Linked DNA regions of Pan troglodytes: region 2 is linked to region 1. Evidence: chromatin contacts called from public HiChIP or PLAC-seq data. All regions are on one chromosome and are shown on one strand. The core of a region is the stretch at or near the end of the contact, and the rest is flanking DNA. Distances in the headings are between cores, read along the strand shown. Region 1 holds the start of FANCG (FA complementation group G). Region 2 holds the start of LOC747332.

Region 1 (6,190 bases), core at 2,913-5,412:
TGATCTGTTTTCAGTCTTTTATTTATTTATTTATTTATTTATTTATTTATTTATTTATTTAGAGACGGAGTTTCACTCTGTTGCCCAGGCCGGAGTGCAGTGGCGTGATCTCTGCTCACTGCAGCCTCTGCCTCCTGGGTTCAAGTGGTTCTCCTGCCTCAGCCTCCCAAGTAGCTGGGACTATAGGCATGTGCCACCACGTCCGGCTAATTTTTTGTATTTTTAGTGGAGATGGGGTTTCACTATGTTAGCCAGGCTGGTCTCCTGCCCTCCAGTGATCCGCCCACCTCAGTCTCCCAAAGTGCTGGGATTACAGGCATGAGCCTGGCCTGTTTTCAATCTTTTTTTTTTTTGAGACAGTCTTGCTCTGTCGCCCAGGCTGGAGTGCAGTGGCGTGATCTCGGCTCACTGCAACCTCAGCCTCCTGGGTTCAAGGGATTCTACTGCCTCGGCCTCCCGAGTAGCTGGGATTACAGGTGTACACCACGACGCCTGGCTAATTTTTGTATTTTTAGTAGAGACGGGGTTTCGCCATGTTGGCCAGGATGGTCTCAATCTCTTGACCTCGTGATCCGCCCACCTTGGCCTCCCAAAGAGCTAGGATTACAGGCATGAGCCACTGTACCCAGCCTGTTTTCAGTCTTTATAAGTTTGTAATCCTAGCACTTTGGAAGGCCGAGGCCAGTGGATTGCCTGAGCTCAGGAGTTCGAGACCAGCCTGGGCAACATGGTGAAACCCCGTCTCTACTAAAATACAAAAAAGTTAGCTGGGCGTGGTGGTGTGCGCCTGTAATCCCAGTTACTTGGGAGGCTGAGGTAGGAGAATTGCTTGAACCCAGGAGGCAGAGGTTGCAGTGAGCCGAGATTGCGCCACTGCACTCCAGCCCGGGCAACAGAGCGAGACTCCGTCTCAAAAAAAAAAAAGTTTGTTGGTGCACTCTTTTGCCCCTTTTCATTGCTAAATCATTGGCTTTGACCAATTGATGGACATTTTGATTGTTTTCAGTTTTTAGCTATTATGAACATTTTTAGCTACTATGAGTATTTGCAACAAATCTCAGTGTGGACGTATGTTTTCATTTCTCTTGGGAGTATTCTTTGGAGTGGAATTGCTGAGTCTTATGGTAAATTTGTGATTGACTTTTTTTTCTTTTTTTTTTTTGAGATGGAGTCTTGCTCTGTCACCCAGGCTGGAGTGCAGTGGGGGGGTCTTGGCTCACTGCAAGCTCCACTTCCTGGGTTCACGCCATTCTCCTGCCTCAGCCTCCTGAGTAGCTGGGACTACAGGTGCCCACCACGCCTGGCTAATTTTTTGTATTTTTAGTAGAGACGGGGTTTCACTGTGTTAGCCAGGATGGTCTCGATCTCCTGACATCGTGATTCACCTGCCTTGGCCTCCCAAAGTGCTGGGATTACAGGAATAAGCCACTGCGCCCGGCCTATGATTAACTTTTTAAGAAATTGCCAAACTTTTCTGAAGTGAGTGTACTATTTTATATTCCCACCAGCAGTGTATGAGGGTTCCTCATACACATCCTCACCAACACTTGGTATAATCTGTTTTTATTGTAGTCATTTTATGTATGTATGTGTATAGTCTTTTTATTTTTATTTTTATTTATTTATTTTTGAGACAGAGTCTCACTCTGTCACCCAGGCTGGAGTGCAGTGGCATGGTCTCAGCTCACTGCAACCTCCGTTTCCCAGGTTCAAGTGATTCTCATGCCTCAGCCTCCTGAGTAGCTGGGATTACAGGTGTCTGCCACCATGCCCAGCTAATTTTTGTATTTTCAGTAGAGACAGGGTTTTGCCCTGTTGGCTTGGCTGGTCTCAAACTCCTGGCCTCAAGTGATCCACCTGCCTCAGCCTCCCAAAGTGCTGGGATTAAAGGTGTGAGCCACCACGCCCGGCTGTGTGTAGCGTTTTTTTGTTTATTTTTTGAGACGAAGTCTCACTGTGTCGCCCAGGCTAGAGTTCAGTGGCAGGATCTCGGCTCACTGCAACCTCCACCTTCCGGGTTCAAGCCATTCTCCCACCTCAGCTTCCCAAGTAGCTGGGATTACAGGCATGCACCACCACACCTGCCTAATTTTTGTATTTTTAGTAGAGACGAGGTTTCACCAAGTTGGCCATGCTGGTCTCGAACTCCTGACCTCAAGTGATCCATCCACCTCGGCCTCCCAAAGTGCTGGGATTACAGGCATAACATGGCCCAGCCCTGGCCATGTTTTTAACTGTGTTTCTCTAATAGCTAATAATGCTGAGCATCTTTTTATGTGTTTCTTAGCCATTAGTAGATCTTTTTTGGTAAAACGTCTTTTTTTTTTTTTTGGTCCATCTTAAAATTGTTTTTTGTTTTGTTTTGAGACAGGGTCTCACTTTGTTGCCCACGCTGGAGTGCAGTGGCACAATCATGGCTCACTGCAGCTTCGACATCCCTGAGCTCAGGTGATCCTCCCACCTCAGTTTCCCGAGTAGATGGGACTACAGGTGTGTGCCACCATGCCCAGCTAATTTTTGTATTTTTTTTTGTAGAGGTGGGGTTTTGCTATGTTGCCCAGGCAGGTCTTAAACTTCTGAGGCTCAAATGATCCTCCCACCTCAGCCTCCCAAAGTGCTGGGATAACAGGCGTGAACCACCACACCCAGCTAAAATTGTTTTTAAAAATCTTTTTCTTGAGTTTTGGGAGTTTTTATGTGTTAGGGATACCAGTCCCTTATGAGGTATATAATTAGCAAGTAGTTTCTCCCACTCTGTGACTGTGACCTTTCTTTTTTTGAGGCAGGGTCTCACTCTGTTACTCAGGCTGGAGTGCAGTGGTGTGATCATGGCTCACTGCAACCTGGAACTCCTAGGCTCAAGGGCTCCTCCCACTTCAGCCTCCCAAGTAGCTGGGTCTACAGGTGTGTTATTGTGCCAGGGTTAATGTTTTAAATTTTTTGTAGAGATAATGCCTCTACAAAAGACACCATCTTTGTTGCCTAGGCTGGTCTTGAACTCCTGGCTTCAGGGAATCCTCCAGCCTCAGCCTCCCAAAGTGCTGGGATTACAGCATGAGCCACATCCAGCCTATGTCTTTTCTTTTTTTTTTTTTTTTCTTTTCTTTCTTTTTTTTTTTTTTTTTTGAGCTGGAGTCTCGCTGTTGCGCAGGCTGGAGTGCAGTGGGGCGATCTCGGCTCACTGCAGGCTCCGCCCCGCGGGGTTCACGCCTTTCTCCTGCCTCAGCCTCCCGAGTAGCTGGGACTACAGGCGCCTGCCACATCGCCCGGCTAATTTTTTGTATTTTTAGTAGAGACGGGGTTTCACCGTGTTAGCCATGATGGTCTCGATCTCCTGACCTCGTGATCCGCCCGCCTCGGCCTTCCAAAGTGCTGGGATTGCAGGCGTGAGCCACCGCGCCCGGCCCCAGCCTATGACTTCTTAATGATGTCTTTGTAGTACAAGAGTTTTTAATTTTAATAAAGTTAACTTTTTTTTTTAATTGTTCAAGCTTTTAGTGCTGTGTCTAAGAACTTGTTGCCAAACCCAAGGTCATAAAGCTGTTCTCTTACGTTTTTCTTTTTTTTTTTTTTTTGAGACGGAGTCTCACTCTGTCACCTAGGCTGGAGTGCAATGGCACGATGTGGGCTCACTGCAACCTCCGCCACCCGGGTTCAAGCGATTCTTCCGCCTCAGCCTCCGGGGTGGCTGGGATTACAGGCGCACGACACCACGCCCTGCTAATTTTTGTGTTTTTGTAGAGAAGGTTTCACCATGTTAGTTAGGCTGCTTTACGTTTTCTTTTAGAAGTTTTATATTTTTGGCTCTTATATTTAGTTTGTGATCCATTGAGTTGATTTTATGTACGTATGTATGGTCGCGTTCTTTTCTTTCCTGTCTTTTTTTTTTTTGCATATGGATATTCAATTCTCCTAGCTCCATTTAATTTGAAATGATTGGGCAGGTACTTTTGAGCAGTGCAAGTACAGAGCGGCACTGCCAGCAGACTACACGCGGTAGAAAGCCGACCTTGGTGAGCGTGTTGGTGCTCGACAGTGAGCAGAGAAAGGATGGACGATTACGGAGCGCCCTCGTCTCCAGTCACCGCTTTCTGGAAACACCGTCCGCCGGGGCGGAGCTGTTCCGCACCAGAGCGGTACTACGACTCCCAGCATGCACCTCGCAGTCGGCCCTCGGTGGAAGCGGGAACCCAGGCGGACCTGGGGGTGTGGCAGCGAGGAAGGGCCGAGCCACGGGCTGTGGGGCCGAAACTCGCTCCCGCCCACCCTTTCTCGAGGCTGTGGCCTCCGCGAGAGCCGAGCGGGCCGTACCGCCGGCCGTGCGACTGCCCCAGTCAGACACGACCCCGGCTTCTAGCCCGCCTAAGCCTGTTTGGGGTTGCTGACTCGTTTCCTCCCCGAGTTTCCCGCGGGAACTAACTCTTCAAGAGGACCAACCGCAGCCCAGAGCTTCGCAGGCCCGGCCAACCAGAGGCGAGGTTGAGAGCCCGGCGGGCCGCGGGGAGAGAGCGTCCCATCTGTCCTGGAAAGCCTGGGCTGGTGGATTGGGACCCCGAGGGAAGCAGGGGAGCTCGGCGGGGTGCAGAAGTGCCCAGGCCCCTCCCCGCTGGGGTTGGGAGCTTGGGCGGGCCAGCTTCACCCTTCCTAAGTCCGCTTCTGGTCTCCGGGCCCAGCCTCGGCCACCATGTCCCGCCAGACCACCTCTGTGGGCTCCAGCTGCCTGGACCTGTGGAGGGAAAAGAATGACCGGCTCGTTCGACAGGCTAAGGTAACACGGTTGCTGGCACCCTCGGTTTGCAGCTCCAAGATCCCTGAAAGCGGGTTTGCAGTGGATTTACCCCAACCGATGGGGAGGGGCTGAGCTTGACCAAAGAGCCAGAAATGACTGGAGAATGCATCCCTTGCCACTGCTGCAAGGGGAGAAAAAAGGATTGATCCTCAGTGACAACCCCTCCCTCATGTGGCAGGTGGCTCAGAACTCCGGTCTGACTCTGAGGCGACAGCAGTTGGCTCAGGATGCACTGGAAGGGCTCAGAGGGCTCCTCCATAGTCTGCAAGGTAGGCGGGTCCTCCCCAGGATGGTCAGTTCCCCTCTTCCATAGCCAGAGACACATCCGCTCCTGCGTTTCTGGGATCGATATAATTACTCGGGGCAGGGAGTCCCGTTTAAGGCACAGAGGAGACTAGAGTGGAATCATCTTTGTACAGGCAAATAAATCGCTCTCTTCCTTACACACTCACAGAGTGGCATTTGAAAAATGGTTTCCAAGATGGTCTGATCTGGATAACTTTATTGCCCTTTCCAGACTCTCTGTCCAAAGGTTGGGTTCTTTTTTTTAATCCTTAGCTAATCGGCTGGAGGGTGGGTTCTTTATTGTAGCTGTTTTGGTTGGAGTGGGGTGATCTCTGAGTTGGGATTTTATTTGGAGGATCTTCCATGGGGGAGCAGTCTGTAAGACCAACATTGTTGCTCCAGGGCTCCCTGCAGCTGTTCCTGTTCTTCCCTTGGAGCTGACTGTCACCTGCAACTTCATTATCCTGAGGGCAAGCTTGGCCCAGGGTTTCACAGAGGATCAGGCCCAGGATATCCAGCGGAGCCTAGAGAGAGGTGAGGGCCAGAGATTGTCCCTGATTCCCCTGCCAGCTTCAGTCTGGGTTTAAGTTATTGCAGGGAGATGGGAGGATAAACAACATCTGTCACCTCCATGGAGAGAGGTGCCCTTCTCTGTGCTCCTCAGACCAGGTTGAGGTATTATTATTGTGACCTTTGGGGTCCTGCAGGAGAGGAAAGCCAGAGTGTGTGGGGAGATGGAGGATGAGGTGCTACCTCAGCTGTGTGTGTGTCTATGTGTGTGTGTATACTCTACAGTGCTGGAGACACAGGAGCAGCGGGGGCCCAGGTTGGAACAGGGGCTCAGGGAGCTGTGGGACTCTGTTCTTCGTGCTTCCTGCCTTCTGCCGGAGCTGCTGTCTGCCCTGCACCGCCTGGTTGGCCTGCAGGCTGCCCTCTGGTTGAGTGCTGACCGTCTTGGGGACCTGGCCTTGTTACTAGAGACCCTGAATGGCAGCCAGGTAATAGGGAAAGTGACCTGAAGCTGAGGGTCTCCTCCTTCCTTCCTCCTCCTTTCTCTCCAGCTGCAGTAGCATCATCATGTACTGGACAGGCGGCTGGGTTGGTGGTCGGGAAACC
Region 2 (5,816 bases), core at 1,580-4,079, 430 kb after region 1:
TCTGCATTTTTGCATAAACAATAGGGCAGAAGAAGCAATCAGATACACATTTGTCTCAGGTGAGCAGAGGGATGACTTTGAGTTCTGTCTATTGTCCTGCACCTGTGAAGATAAGCTATCAGTTTACATTGCCAGGGTGAAATTCAACACAACTGTTTTAAGGTAAAGATCTTGAGGCCCATAAGGAATTTCCCTGTGGACAAATTGTGAGGGAGGTATGTAGCTTTTTCTTTGTAGCTATCTCTTTTAGGAATAAAACAAGAGGCAGGTTTGCCTGACACAATTCCCAGCTTGACTTTCCCCTTGGTTTAATGATTTGGGGGTTCTGAGATTTATTCTCCTTTCACAATATCAACATCCAGGTCCTGAGACTGATATGCACCTGAGACTGTACATATGCCAAATGGGTGTGCCCTTGTGATGACTTTACGTCCTGTGTTACATGGGTATACCTGTGCATTGTGTGTATTCCTTTGCAGTCTATGTGTGTGCCTGTGTGGTGTGGGTATGCCTATGCCCTTTGTGTGCACCTGTGTGATGTAGATGTGCCTGTACCCCAGCTGTTCCTGTATGTATCAGTGCCTGGATGGGTCCTGGAGCCTCTGGCTGCTCTTCTCTTTATAGGCTCTGTCTCTATAGCCTGGACTTCCAGAGGAAGAAGAGAACAGTGCATGTGGGTGGAGTAGAGAGCAACACTAAAGCTCTGGACACAGATATCCCAAGTTCCAGTCAGGGCTATGGCCTTCCCATCTTAAGCCCTAAAGCTAATACTCACTCCCTAGCTCTGGGTGATACCAACAACTCTGGGGACTCTGCCTCTTAGCAAATCAACACCCAATTCCTGGGAACATTTTTGGTGCCTTCTGCTACCTCCTCTTCAGGGATGGCTGCAGGGCACTTTGTCCTATGAGTCGGGGTGGAGAATGTCCAGTCTCCTCCCCTCCCAATCACTTCCTCCATCATCCAGGTCTCCATTCACCATGTTACTTCCTTCACTTCTCCTTGCCCAATCCCTCCCACAAGGAAGCCCCTAAAACAGGTTCCCAAATCTGGTCCCAGCATCTGCCCCTCACACCAGGGCCTTTCAGGAAGATGAGTTCTGCGGCTCCATTCTCTCTGACTCCAGATTCACCACACTGAAAGGCAGCCTCTAGACCAGCCCTGGATGGATTGCACAAACTGGAGACTGTGGAAGACCTCTGTCAAGGAAAGCCTGGCCCTCCCCAGTCCTGTCTGCCCCCTCTGAGCCCCGTCTAAGATTAGAGCCCATGGCCCTTCCTCTCCTTCCTTTCCCAGAGCAAGAGCCACAGCAGTTAGCCCATGAGAGTGCCAGAGACAGCCCTGGCCTGGGGAACCAAGGACCAGAAGGGAAGACCAGGCCTCTAGTTCCTCGGCACCAGACCTGACCCAGCCAGGCCTGGAGTGTCAACATGAGTGTGAATGTGAGTGAAAGGGTGAACGTGGTGAAAGCATAGCTTCCGAACTCCCAGACTGCAGTGCTTCCAATAAAACCACCTAGCACCCATGGATCTCTCTGTCTGCTATCTGTATGTGGCTCAGACAAGGGAAGACAAGAATGAGAGGGAGAAAGAGGGTGGGATGGGGGAGAGAAGAGGGGTATCCATTCCTCACATTTCAACCAGAGGAAACTTTCACCCCACTTATTTCTGGTCACTCCCTCCTATACAGTCAGCCCAGCCCCAAGACTGTCTTTCCCCTTACTCAAACCGACTACAGCTCAGTACTGGGCCTTGACTGGGATGTCAGAGGTCTGGGGCAGCTATTTCCAACCTCCTACACTGGGTTGATTGCCCTTTCTTGACACCTTCTACTTCTTCCAGCCAGCCTGCTCCATTTATAGTAAGAATCTCACTATTCTCTTTTGATCCTCCCAGCTCTACCCCTACCTCTCAGAGGGCAGACAAGGTGCCTGTCTTGTTTGTTGGTTGTTTTGTTTTGTTTTGTTTGAGACGGAGTCTCACTCTGTCGCCCAGGCTGGAGTGCAGTGGTGCGATCTCAGCTCACAGCAACCTCCGCCTCCCAGTTTCAAGCAATTCTCTGCCTCAGCCTCCCGAGTAGCTGGGATTACAGGCGCCTGCCACCACGCCCGGCTAACTTTTGTATTTTTAGTAGAGACGGGGTTTCACCATCTTGGCCAGGCTGGTCTTGAACTCCTGAACTCGTGATCCACCCACCTCGGCCTCCCAAAGTGCTGGGATTAAAGGCGTGAGCCACCGTGCCCGGCCACCTGTCTTCTTTACTACTACATCCCCATGCCCAGCACAGAGCCTGACACACAGGTGGTCATTCAGCAAATATTTGTTGATTGAATGAATGTAGCAAAAAAAAAAAAAAAAAAAAAAATCACAGGAAGATAGGTCTCAGACCAGAGAGGAAGGGCAATGACCCTCCGGCCATTCAGTGACTTAGCCGAGGCCACTCAACCAGGTATTTCCGTAGCCTGGCCTTTTCTAGACTGGACTCTATCTGAGGACCTATTCCTCCTCGGCCCAGGGTCATACAAGGGGAGGAAGGCAGGCAAGAGAGGCACTTGGCAGGGCAGAAGCCCAGGGAGGGGTAGAGGAGACGTGGGGATTAAGAAAACAGTACTGGACTTAGTCCCAACTCTCTTTTCTTGCTGCCTGCTGCGGAAGCCTCGGCCCCCCAAGGTGTAGCTCCAAAACCTGACTTAACACCTATAAAAGAGGGTCCTTTGCCCGCATCTTAATCAACCGACTCCGCCCCTGGCCTCACCCCGTAAGATGACGTTTCGACTCCGCCTCCTCTGGGAGACATGAACACCCCACCCCTTCCGGGGGACAGGCAAACCTAGTGCGCAACGGCATCCCTGTGACGTAATAGTAACGGTCCGTTTCCGGGGTGGAGCCAGGGAGGGCGGGAGTTTAGGCTGCGCTGACCCCTCTCAGCCCCCCCTCCAGGTGACCCCAGCCCCTGAAAATCCTCACCCAGGGCCCCAAATCTCCCAGCCCCATGACCGCCAAACCTCTCGTCCTGGCCCCCTAAATGCCCCAGGCCCCGGAGATGACCGGCCTCCTCACCCCTTAACTTCCAGTGCCTCCCAAATCTCCAAGCCCACCCTGTCCCGTGGTGGCAACTGAGGCTTCCCGGGGGCATCAGCCTCAGATTACCTGAGAACTGGGCAGCCTCGTCCTGAGAATGACGGAGAAGGGGACCTGGGGCTAGGGAATCCCTGATTCAATCATGCCGCTCCCCAGGAGACGTTCGGAGCCCAGGACATGTCGGGAATGAGGAGATACGAGGTGGCGCTGGAGGCGGAGGAGGAGTGAGTGGAGGCGGGTTCTGCGGAGGAGGAACCAGGCGGCTCCGGGGTGGGGGAGGGTGGAGTTCTGCGGGGGCGAGGGGTGGGCAGGGCGAGCCTCCCAGGGGCGTGGGCGCGAAGGGAGCCGCTTTTAGAGGCGGGGCGGAGCCTTCCTCGAGGGCGAGGCACCGCGGGGCGGAGTCTGTAGGGTCAGCTCCTCCCCGCCCCGCCCCGCCCCGCCCCGCCCGGCTCTGCCCTCTCTCTGCAGGATCTACTGGGGCTGTTTCTACTTTTTCCCCTGGCTTCGCATGTGGCGGAGGGAGCGGAGGTGAGGGGGCTGCGATACCGCGGACCCGCCCCGGGCATGGACGGGACTCAGTCTCTGAGGACCCATCGGGGGGAATCCGGTAGCTCCCGCCCCGCCTCATGCCAGTGTCGGGTCGCCCCACAGCTCGGCGCACCCCGGGGAGCAGAAGCTGGAGCCTCTGCGAGGCCTGATGAGCTGTCTGTCCAGCGGCCTGGGTCCTACTCCCCAGCGCTCGGGTCGTGGCTTCCCCCGCCGCAGCCCCACCGCCGCTGCCCAGCCAGCCAGTGCATTAAAGATTTAAACCGAAGCCCACCGTACTGACCTCCTGACTCTGCCGCCGCTGTCGCCATTCGAGCCGGGCGCCCCTCCCCACATGGGCTCTGTTCCGTACTGACAGGGCGTCCCTCCCTGGAAGGGTGCCCTTCCACGTCAAAGCCCCTCATCAGTGTCAGGCCTCCTGTTACTATCAATGGCTGTCTCCCCCAATCCCAACCCCCAAAAACCCATACTGTGAGTCGCCTATATGAAGAGAACTAAATAATCCTGCCTGTTACTCCCTTCCTCGGAGCGAGGACTTTGCCAGCTGTCTGAAGAATCTTCTCTGCTGGGAGTATATCTAAAACATTTTAAGCAGAGGTGTAGGATGCAGGCTGTAAATGATAAGAGGGGGAGATTCCTAGAAGCTGCCTGCCACAGAGGAGCGACTTGGGTGGGCGACCTTTCCTACAGTTCATACCCCAACTTTTGGCTCCTCCAGTCTGATCCCAAGTTTAGAGATCCTTGGCATCAGCCTACTTAGAAGTTCTTGCTCCCTCCCTAGGAGAGTCCAAGGGCCACTGCTCTCTGCCGCCCCCTTCTGTCACCCAATCAGCCTGGGACCCACTAACTCCTCAAGTGGTGAGAATCAGGGACTGCTATGTGGGCCTGCCTTCAGTTAGGGACTGGACCCAGCACCAGAAAGGGCACCACAAGATTAAGTTAAAGAAAGAGACGGCCCAGTTTCTGGCTGGGGCCAAAGCTACAGCAGATTGTGGCTGGGGAGAAGACTTGGTCTTAAAGGGGAGAGATGGGCGCACACCCAAAAGCATTTGTTTTCTGCCTTCCGAAGACCTCTGGACCGACAAGTCCCGGGAAGACCAGAAAGTATGTAGCGCACAGCCAAGTGATGAAGAAGGTCTATGACAAGCCCGAGGAACCTGGGAGATTTCCTTGGGATTTCCTCAGTGGCTACACCCAACAAGCCTTGGGACACAAGAGAAAGGCCTAAGCCCTATCCCAAGAGAAAGCCTACTCCATAGAGAGTGGCTGACCCTACAGCAGACGACTGCAACAAGATAAGGGCTGGATTACTGTGTTATGACTTGGTTTATGTTTCAAATATAGAGCAGGACTTGCAGATTGAGATCCCTGGACCAGGAGTGGGAAATTCTTAAAGGAGCCAGGGGCACTGAACTTGGCAGCATACCCCCACCCTAGGCAGCTCCCAGCTTCCTGGAAAGGACTGGATAAAGATGAATAGGAGCTTTGCATTGCGGGGAGGGGGTAAAGAACGGAGTGACAGCTGGGTATGGGATTAGGAGAGAAGCGGCTATAGCTGGAGGGTGGGATGCAGGGGGTATAGCAGTTGGACATGAGGGTGTGACTGAACCCGGGTAGGGAGAGGGGATGTTCCTCCAGGCCCAGGAAGGAGGCTGGAATTTGAGTAAAACAAAGATGTAATTGAGTGCTTGAGCCCAATGTCTTCAACAAGTCAGGGACTGGATCTGGAGACCCTAGGCCCCTGCTGGCAAGAGGTTGGCATTCCTGGAACAGGACTAGACAAAAACAGGAAGGTAAGATTCACTGGGCCTTTTACCTGTTTTGACAACAGTAACCTAGCACCAAAGAGCTTTTATCTTCCCTCCTTATCTACCCCACCTTTCCTCCCTGTCTCATCATCCTGGGGAAAGCTGCCCCACCTCAGCATCTCCAAAACACCCTTAATATTACCATAAAGGGCCTTCCCCCAGCTTCTCTGAATGGGGCTGGCCTCAGCCAAGAACACTCCTCAGCCAGAAGGGCCTGCTCTAGGGACCCATTCCCATCCGTTTCTTCTGATAAGAGGCAGGCCAAGCCAGGAAGTGGGGAGGAGAAGGTGAAGGCAAGTTGGTGCTGGCCTGCCCTCTGCTCCCACCCCACCCACAACTCCCCTATCAGAATCTGTGTGTGCTAGTGTGAATTTGCTTGTGA

The links. HiChIP or PLAC-seq counts read pairs in DNA pulled down with a chosen protein or histone mark.
Region 2: an H3K4me3 HiChIP or PLAC-seq map of stem cell-derived excitatory neurons shows a contact between it and region 1, with 5 times the contacts expected there. The contact joins the promoter of LOC747332 here to the promoter of FANCG in region 1. A contact is called at or near these places in 1 of 7 Hi-C or Micro-C datasets (stem cell-derived neural progenitor cells) and 1 of 1 datasets of contacts at active chromatin or transcription factors (stem cell-derived excitatory neurons).

Annotation. Positions count from the first base shown.
Region 1 is chr11:80,902,312-80,908,501 of NHGRI_mPanTro3-v2.0_pri, forward strand. FANCG (FA complementation group G) reads left to right here and starts at 4,163. Exons shown (of 15, transcript XM_009456544.5): 1 at 4,163-4,478; 2 at 4,674-4,768; 3 at 4,968-5,058; 4 at 5,477-5,608; 5 at 5,870-6,072. The coding sequence starts at 4,685. LOC101057501 reads right to left here. Exons shown (of 4, transcript NM_001280468.1): 4 at 5,263-5,598.
Region 2 is chr11:81,329,286-81,335,101 of NHGRI_mPanTro3-v2.0_pri, forward strand. It overlaps LOC747332, which reads left to right and starts at 2,830. Exons shown (of 4, transcript XM_024345621.3): 1 at 2,830-2,939; 2 at 3,237-3,304; 3 at 3,549-3,608; 4 at 3,732-3,894. The coding sequence starts at 3,258. The coding sequence ends at 3,888.